2 separate regions of the Rattus norvegicus genome follow, and region 2 is linked to region 1. The links are chromatin contacts, called in public Hi-C maps. All regions are on one chromosome and are shown on one strand. Each heading gives the region's core, a stretch centred on a gene start, on an enhancer-like site or on the middle of the called end of the contact. The rest is flanking DNA. Distances are from core to core; before and after follow the strand shown.

The links. Hi-C and Micro-C count contacts between places; a contact is called where the count stands out from the background.
Region 2: a Hi-C map of kidney shows a contact between it and region 1, with 6 times the contacts expected there. The contact joins the promoter of Supt16h here to the promoter of Slc39a2 in region 1. A contact is called at or near these places in 2 of 12 Hi-C or Micro-C datasets (frontal cortex and kidney).

What each region holds. Positions count from the first base shown.
Region 1 is chr15:27,061,611-27,066,249 of GRCr8, reverse strand. Slc39a2 (solute carrier family 39 member 2) reads right to left here and starts at 2,013. Exons shown (of 4, transcript NM_001107260.1): 1 at 1,775-2,013; 2 at 1,470-1,600; 3 at 1,183-1,233; 4 at 1-808. The coding sequence starts at 1,889. The coding sequence ends at 176. Mettl17 (methyltransferase like 17) reads right to left here. Exons shown (of 14, transcript NM_001427254.1): 12 at 4,375-4,467; 13 at 4,028-4,212; 14 at 3,720-3,947. The coding sequence ends at 3,839.
Region 2 is chr15:27,376,238-27,380,876 of GRCr8, reverse strand. It overlaps Supt16h (SPT16 homolog, facilitates chromatin remodeling subunit), which reads left to right and starts at 2,563. Exons shown (of 26, transcript NM_001107261.1): 1 at 2,563-2,692. The coding sequence starts at 2,627. It overlaps Chd8 (chromodomain helicase DNA binding protein 8), which reads left to right. Exons shown (of 37, transcript NM_001347661.1): 37 at 590-1,592. The coding sequence ends at 1,153.

The DNA of each region.
Region 1 (4,639 bases), core at 764-3,263:
AAAACATTCTTTCTAAGTCCCAAGCAAGGACGGGATCTCACGTATATAAAATCTGGGTTAGTCTGTACCTAGTAAATGTTTAGTCTCACTGAAAATAATGTCTGAGGACTTAAGTTATTGAGGGAGTGTCCTCAGGAGAAGTTATCCTAGGTCTAACAGGGCAGTGAGGAATGTATCAGGCCCACAAAGCAATAAGGGCCATGAAGGCAAACCCGGCAGCCACACAGCCATACTTGGCCAGAGGGGCCTCAGGACAAGCCAGCTCCCGGGGCAAAATTTCTAGGAAGGTGACATATAAAAACGTGCCAGCTGCTATGCCCTCTAATATCGCCTGGGCTAATTCCTGTGCTTGTCCTGAGGCTCCACCAGCCACGGTCAGCCCTAGGGCTAGGCCCACAGGAGACATGAGAGCTAAGGACAGTATGCAGAACGTGGCCCATCGTGGTCCAGTGCCGATCTTCACCAGCCTCAGGCCCACGCTGAACACCACAAGCCCCTTATGAGCCAGCACAGCAACGCAGAGCTGTACAGTAGCTGCCACGGTTGCCTGCAGTCCCACAGCTAGACCTTCGAATACGGAATGAAAGGACAGCGAGAGCAGAAGGATGAGGGCGCGGAGGGGACCCCGTGAGGGTGAGGGTATGGGTGGATGCTTGTGGAATCCGAAGGCATGAGTCCCTCCCCATTCCTCCTCCTGTACTGTCGATCCTCCAGCAGCACCGTGACAGCACTGCAAGGCCAGCGACTCCAAAAGGAAGACAAAGAAAAAGCCCAGGGAGATGACAAGTTCTCCGTAGGGGTACTCCACCTAGGAACAGAGAGAGGAACCATAAGCCAGGGCGGAAGGAGACAATACACGGAATGGACACGGGACCAGGAGAGGAGAATGGAAAAAAATGGCAAAAGGACAAAAAGGCGCACGGAGCCCGAGAGTAGACGTACAGAGGAGAGAGAGACCCAGGGGGCTGAGGGCAGCCGGTCAGAGTGTCTTAGGTAGGAAGGGTGGAGTCAACCAAGAGCCTTTTCTGAGGTCCACGAACAAAGGATTAGGCCCGGCACTGGCTTTCTCTAAATTATTTGATCTGAGAGAAGAGAGTCCCGGTATCCTTCACTTATCAAAGGGGGCATGAAAAGTCCAGGCTCTCCTCACTCTCCAGACAGGGGCTAATAGTAGATACTTACGTAACTGGCAGCAGCATCACGAGAAGAATTCCCCTTACTTCCTGTACTATTCTAGGAAGGCAGAAACAGAAATTAGACTGAGTCTGAGGCAGCTCTAGTCCTTGTCCTGCCTGCCCTTTCAAGCACCAAGCTTTCCTTGGATGCTCACCCCGACCACCGCTCCCATTCCTACCCAACAGCTGCTGTCCCACCCGTGGGCTGTGCTTATCTAAGCGGTCCCGATGTCTCTAGCTTCTGTCTATCAGCCCGGCTCCATAACCCTGACACTTGATTTCTGTGCTACCCACCTGCACCACGAATTTCTGAATTTCTGACTCAATTCCCTCCAGGGCTTCAGCAGTCATATGCATCAACCCTGCTCCCAGGAAGACACCGGCAGAGGTGCAGCCCAGGAGGCTGAGAACCCTGTGGTGGTGACCTAATAAAAGAGCCGGGGTTATTCTCCAGCTAGCGACGAGGTCAATGGGAATGAATGAAGAGCAACAGACAGCGCTCCCCGCCGTCTTTGGAGGGATGTGAGAGAACCAGAGCCAGATGTTAGGAGAGGTCTGAGGTAAGACAGTGTGAGGGACAGAGTCAGTGGGGGCTATACCTGTTGCTGCATCCGTCTGGAACCATTTGACGTAGATGGGAGTAAGACCACAGCCCAGTGTGAAAACCAGGAGGGCAAGCACACAGCCAATTTTAACTCCTGGTAGCACCTCCATCTCTGGGGTGTAGGGTAAGCAGAGACCTCAGAAAGGCGAAAGCAGCGAGGAACGGTTGAAGCAGCCAAAGTGGAGTATTCCCTTGCGTGAATTTCAGGACTGTTGCTAACCCTCTTGTCCCTGCACTGTCTGGGTTTACACAGCCCTCAGCCGCATAGCTGACGAGGGCTCAGCCCCAGCCACCAACCCTCCCACTATCTGGAGGCCCCTCCCCTGCCTCACACCTTCCTGAGCTTCCAAACCAGAAACTCCAGACTCCCTGCCAGGTACAGCTCAGAGAAGTTTTCTCTTCTATGCTGTGACTAATCCAAGCGCTCTGAGGACTCTTAGTTCATGTCTGGGGTTGATCTGACCTCAAGTGTAACAACCTATGGTAGTTAGGTCCCAGTTATGTTAATTTGGTCCTGCCATGGTCAGGACATTTAATATAAGCCTTCCATAGGCTTGCTCTACCCCATCCTAAGTCTTACAGGTTGCTCTGCTGATACTTGAACTGAACCCTTTCAGAGAGGATTTGGGGCCACCTGAGGGTAAAGGGGGTGGAGTTGCTACTCTTCTGTGTGAATTAGCAAGCAAAGAGAGTCCCCTTTCCTCTAACTCTAGAAAAATAGCTCCAGGCATGGAAATTCCCAGGGATCTGTTCTCTTTCTCTCTCTCTCTCTCTCTCTCTCTCTCTCTCTCTCTCTCTCCCTCCCTCCCTCCTTCCCTCTCTCCCCCTCCCTCCCTCCCTCCCTCCCTCTCTCCCCCTCCCCCTCCCTCCCTCTCTCTCTCTCTCTCCCTCCCTCTCTCCCCCTCCCTCTCTCTCTCTCTCCCTACTGTTACAACATGGATACTGTCACTTTTTTTTTTTTTTTGACCCAGGGTCTCACTGTGTAGCCCTGGCCAGCCTGGAACTATGTAGACCAGGCTAGCCTTGATAAACTGAGATTTACCTGCCTCTGCTTCTCCAAAGCCTTGGGCTACTATGCCCCACCTGTCACTTCTGTTTCTGTGATGAAGCCCTCCCCATATCCCCCAGTGAAATCAGTCAATTGCTTTTTTCTCTTATATAAAAACTTAAAACACTTTTTTTTTATCTTTAAAGTTTGAGGAAACCCACAAACTTCAAACAAACAACACATTCTTTGTTTTAGTCAAGGTAAGCTCTGCCATGTCCCTGTTGACATCTAGTCCTAGAATTATCAACTGTTAATCTTGTCACTTTCATCATACAAGAAAATTTACAAGCTTTACGTGCTGGACCTCACGTGCTGGACCTCAGATTGCTGGACCTGAATGGTCTACCAGATGTCCCTCAGTGCCAAGAGATCTAAAAGCCTTGACCTTTATCAAAGCCTGTGATATTATCTGCTTGCCCCCAGCCCTCTTCCGTGCCTTCCCTTATAGCTCGGAATTATGCTTGCTGTGCAGGGGCAGACTTGAGGTACCCTTGCCTCACTGGTAGGTAGCCTCTTGTTTTGGGGCTTAACGTTTCTTGTTGTGAACTGGGGTTGTTCTAGCATGGAAACAGGAAATGGAAACAAACCAAACAAACAGAAGTGTCTGACTAGATTAACCTTGAGGGAAATATGAGGCAAACTCCAGGGAAAGAAACCAGTAAAGGAGTCGGCTAACTGCTAGTTCCCTCTCAGGAGGCCCGCATGACCAGTGGGTGAGCCCTGCTGAGTCTCTCACAGGGCCAGTGTGTCTTTCCCCACCATCCTCCATGTCTTTCAAGGAAGTGTCTCTTTGAAGCAGTGAGGTCTCTCTACACTGACATTGCACTCTCTTCATTACAGACAGGCCAGGACAACCGACCCCGTATCTTTAAGCAGTCATAAAATCCACCTCTGTTCTTTAAAAACATTTATTATTAAAATTTCAAACAAATACAAGCACAGGGGTACCAGAGCTGTCTTCCTGGACCAGGTAGCTTTGCCCTTGGCAGGTGTGACGGAGGAATATCCTTGTCAACTCTCAGGGGGCTCTTCAGCCGGGGACGGAGGAGGAAACTCGGATGGAGAGATCACAGGTAAAAGGTCTCCCCAGGAGCTGACGCGGGCACAGCGATATAAATCCCTGCGGCGTGAGAGAGAGAGAGGTGTTCAGTGGGCTGCGGGCTCTTGCTACACTCACTCAGATGGCCGTATCTCCTCTACCTGCCGTGCCGACGGGCTGTGACCACAGCGTGCTGCATGTGCCCATCTGGACAACAGAGGTGACAATGCACATGGCGAGGCCGTTTAAGAACAGGCTGCGTGATTCGGGGCCAGCGGTTAGCTTCCTTTGGAGAACCCCTGGCAAGGATTACCATGGAGAACGTTTCCTCCTTTGGTTTCTTATTCTACAAGAAGAATATGGAGCTGTTCAGAGGGAATGAACCATAGCTCCCTTCCCTCTGCATGCCTGAAGTCCTCCCTCATACTATAAGTCACACAGAGCTCCAGGTTATTCTGTTCGCCTAGGTTAGGCCATCTCACCTGCACAGCACTCCAGGGATACATACCCAGTGAAAGGGGATAGGCTGATAGGCCTGGGAGAAGCTACAGGCCAGGGACTTGGCGGCGTTCAGCTGAGGACAAGGAAGTTCATGGGGACACTGCAAACACATGTAAGATCCATCAGTAATGTAACAGGCTGGGGAGAAGGCTCATCTGGATCTGACCCCCTCAAATTCCAGAGGAAGGAAAGAGCAGATTCTTGAAAGCTGTCTAACCTCCACATGGCTCACATGTACCCCCATACACCTCATGCACCAGCGAAAAGTAAAA
Region 2 (4,639 bases), core at 1,314-3,813, 310 kb before region 1:
AGAAAAAGCTGTATCCCAAGTTATCTTTGAACTCTTGGCAGTTACACTGCCTTACCCTCTAAAGGCCTGAAGCATGAGCCACCACACCCAAAAGATAATGTTTTTAATCGATGAGGAAAATTTGTATTAAATTTGGTAAGAAGTTTCCCATAATCTTCTTGGATATCCTAAACCCACCCTGCTCCTAAGTAATAATAAAGATAAATGTAAATGTCTTATGTAGTTGTGCTGCAGTCACATAAGATCATGCCAACAACCTGCTCTCAGCCTACACTCATGTACTGATTCATTCACTGTCTTACTCAGGTCCCTTACTAGCAAAGGAGAAGACATTTGTGAAAAAGTTGCAGAAAAGTATGTCATATGAAGCAGGGGAAAAACCTTACAGTTCGCATGGCTATCAATATCAAATTATTGATTTCAGCATCAATGATACCTCCATTAACACCAGTCAAAAAGCCAAATCTGATTATTGGGCAGTCATTTCCAAGCTAGGACACATGTGGTTTCTGGGTCAGGTCCTTTTTTCCCCTTTTCTCCCTCCCAAACCTCCATCTTTTTACTGTCTTCTTTTGTTTCTACCTCACAGGGTCACTATGCTGAAACTGCGTTCAACCGGGTTTTGCCAGGGCCTATTGCACCAGAAAACAGCAAGAAACGGGTCCGCAGGACAAGACCAGACCTTTCTAAGATGATGGCCCTGATGCAGGGTGGAAGCACTGGGTCCCTATCTCTGCATAACACCTTTCAACACAGCAGTAGTAACCTACAGTCTGTGTCGTCTCTGGGTCACAGCAGTGCCACTTCTGCATCTCTGCCTTTCATGCCGTTTGTGATGGGTGGTGCAGCAGCACCCCCTCATGTAGACTCCAGCACCATGCTTCATCATCACCACCACCACCCCCACCCCCACCATCACCACCATCACCATCCAGGCTTGAGAACCACTGGCTACCCTTCTTCACCAGCTACTACCACCTCTGGTACTGCCTTGCGGTTACCAACACTGCAGCATGAGGACGATGATGAAGAGGAGGATGAAGATGATGATGATTTATCTCAGGGCTATGATAGCTCAGAAAGGGACTTCTCACTCATTGATGACCCTATGATGCCAGCCAACTCAGACTCCAGTGATGATGCTGACGACTGAAGCCCTAATATAGACCCGTGCTGGGTGGCTGCTGGAATCCCTTACTCTGGCCCTTGGACTTTGGAAATGTGGGAGGGGCAGGGAACAATATGGGGAAACCCAAGACTTCAGGAGGTGAAAAGGAAAAGAAAAAAAAAAGGAAAAAAAAAAAAACAAAAAACTCGTACCCGATTGCTCCCAGTTTTGAGAGGATTGGGTGGGCAGGGGAACTCCTAAAAAATAATAAATGACCACTTCCTCGTTTCTGGGGGAGCAAAGGAGCTTAGAGCAGCTGGTGTGCTCACCCCTCCCCAGACACCTCCATTAACCACAGACTATGTAGCGCTGGCCCTAGCCTCTGGCAGAGCCTGTTCCTGGCCAAACTGTGGATACAGCTGGAGGGTCAGGGACTGTTACCTTCCTTCCCCTTGGCATTAATAAATTTAAGTTAATCCTTTTCCATTCTTCCTATGTTCTGTTTCCTCAAACAATATAAATACTAATTTTTTTGGGGTAATAGTGTAAACATCATTCTGTATTCAATACTGTTACCACGAATAGAAAAGTCACTTGTACCCCTCTAAAGGCATATATAATCAACCGTGGATTGTCCAGTTTGCTTAAGCCAGGGAAATGATACAAGATAAAGAGGTGAAATATATTGAGTTGTGCTCCACATTCTTAGACGAGGATGAATTTCAAGGACCATATATATTTTTCTCAATTAACCAAGATGACCATTCTCTTGGGGAAAACCAGAGGACAATGTTGCTTTTTATGAAATACAGCAAAGTACCCGCTGACAAAAAAAGGTGCCTTCATGACTTGGGTCCCCAGGGGGCTGGGAAGAACTACAAAGTTTAGGAGCCACTCCAAGCTATTTGTTTCCTTCCACCCTACCAGCACATCTCTTAAAGGAAACCTGAACATTTATCTTCCTACTCTGCTTCTGCCTTCCCCGCAGCTTATTTGCAAAGGTGGGCTCCGTTCTCTTGGGATGCAGAGTTTGGTTAAAAGTGCCTTCCCCTTGGCGTTCAAGGCCCTGCCCTGGGGCAGAGGACTCACTCCTCAGCGCTTGGTTGCTCGCGGGTCCCGCTCTTTCTGCTCCCCTCCCACCTCTGCCCGCGGCTTAGAGCGCCCCGAGCTCGAAAAGTGGGCGGGTCACGTGACGGTAGCCTCTGGCGGCGGAGAGAGGTTCCAGATCCCGCGAACCAGCTCTGCAACAGTATTCTGTTGATTTCTCCACTTTTGCGTCCTTCTCTGTTGCCTTTCCCCTACTACCCTACAGAGCGAGCTGGGTGGTGGGTTTTTTTTTGTTTGGGTTTTTTTGCTTTTTAAAATCTTCGACGCTATAGGGACCCGGAAGCGGAAGGGGATACCGAGCGGTCGGTACTTCCGGGTCACAGAGAGTGCGGGATTCCGGGCCGAGCGCGGGTGGCGGAGCTGGGACCTCGCGTGATTCTCGGAGCCCGACGGAAAGCGGCGTCCAGGGCTATGGCTGTGACTCTGGACAAAGACGCGTACTACCGGCGAGTTAAGAGACTGTACAGTAACTGGCGGGTAAGGAGCCCGGCGCCCCCGGGAGCCTCACATCCCATAATAGCCTGCTTCCCGGCGCCCTTTTCCCCTCAGCCAGAAATCTCCGGCTCCGCCGCGCTCCCGCCTGCTCCGGCAGCGGGAGTCCCGCTCGCCGCACAGCGCCTGCGGGGTCCGCACGCGCCTAGCCTGTCCCGCCGCCACACCGGCCCACCCAGGTCCCGCCAGAATTACCGTTTGCGGGAAAGGGGCGCGAAAGCTGTGCCCGGAGCTCTTGGCGCTCTCCGCTTGCGGGCCTCTGCTGGAGTTGAGAAATGCTGCTCCCGCGCTCCGCTGCTTCACGTTAGGCCCTGCGTGGGTAATAGACCCAGCGCTGGAAACCTGCGGGCTCTCATAAGAATTAAATTGATAGGACGCCTCAGACCTGGTTTCCCATGTCGGCATCATACCGGGGGCACGTGTTGAGGAAATCGTTGTGGAAGTTCCAGGGCTTCTCCAAAGATTGGACAGTTTCCCTGTTTTATAATCGCTCATAATTTAAAACTTACTTTTTTGCTAGTTAACTTCTCAAATGTTTGATTAATTTCATACTGTGATACTGTCTGAAACAGTCTATCATAGGTCTGGGCTCTGGACCTTGTGAGCGAGGGAAAATATAACTGCTAAAAAAGAAACCCGAAAACGTTCTGAAAAAATAACCAACTCTGGTTTCAGCGTTGTAACCTATCTTACCGATTGATCCTCTCCATTCTTGGCTCCTGCCTATAATCCCATGATTTCTGAGGCTGAGGCAGGAAAATGACTAGTTTCATGCCAGCCTGTGCTTCAAAGTGAGACTGTATCAATCAGCTCGTGGCTTAGTAAATAAAATTGAACCTTTACTGAAGTCGGTTGTTTACCTGCCTCATCAGAAAAAAAAGCCTGTGTATCTTTTAAGCAGGATGCATTGCATGCTGGAAATATGTTCTCTGCCACATTTTACTAAAAGCCATACTAGATAAACGCTGGCTTTTTTTTTTTTTTCACTTTATTAGCTAACTTTTTTGAAGATTTACTTATTTATTATACATAAGTACACTTGCAGCTGTCTTCGGACACACCAGAAGAGGGCATCAGATCTCATTACAGATGGTTGGTTGTGAGCCACCCACCATGTGCTTGTTGGAATTTGAACTCGGGACCTCTGGAAGAGCACTCAGTGCGACTTAATGGTCTCTATCACAAAATGATATTTGATCCAAAATAAGTTTTTGGTCCTGAGAATTGGTCCTACCACCTAGTGCTTTACCAGTAAGCTATATCTGCAATCTAGGGATATTTATTAATAGTCATTATATTATGATATATGTAATGTTGATAATCAAAAGCTCTCGTTTCCACAATCAACCCTGAAATAATGCACTGTTTTTAAAGCTTTTTTTTTTTTTTTTTTTATGCTTATGGGTAGTTTGCATTCATGTATGTATACCTTGCATGCGTTGCCGGAGAAGGCCAGAAGAGGGCATCGGATACCCTAGAACCGAAGTTTCAGAAGGTTATTAGTTGATGTTTGGGTCCATATGAATCCTAGTCTTCTGGAAGGACAACCAGTGACCTTAACCACTGAGCATCTTTCTAGGCCCTTAAAAAATACACTATTGGTGTATTCTCTAGTTCCAGAGTTCATCAAGCTATTTAAAGACTGTTTCAATAACATGGTTTTTAATTATAATTTTCATAACTTATGTCCCACATCAAGCACAGCATATCATCTTTTGAGTAGAAATGCCTGACACATTAAGCCTCCATCCTCCTTCAGTATTGGGTTCTTGGGGGTTTATTGTAGGAAGCCCTCCCAGATCAAGTGTGGTACATAAGTCTTTTAATGGTGAAATATTTGCATACAGTTTATGCACGTGTGCTATAAGTCATCAGGATACCAACTACGATGTCAGTGATGCCTGAGTGGATATAAGTGCCAGTGCTCACGGA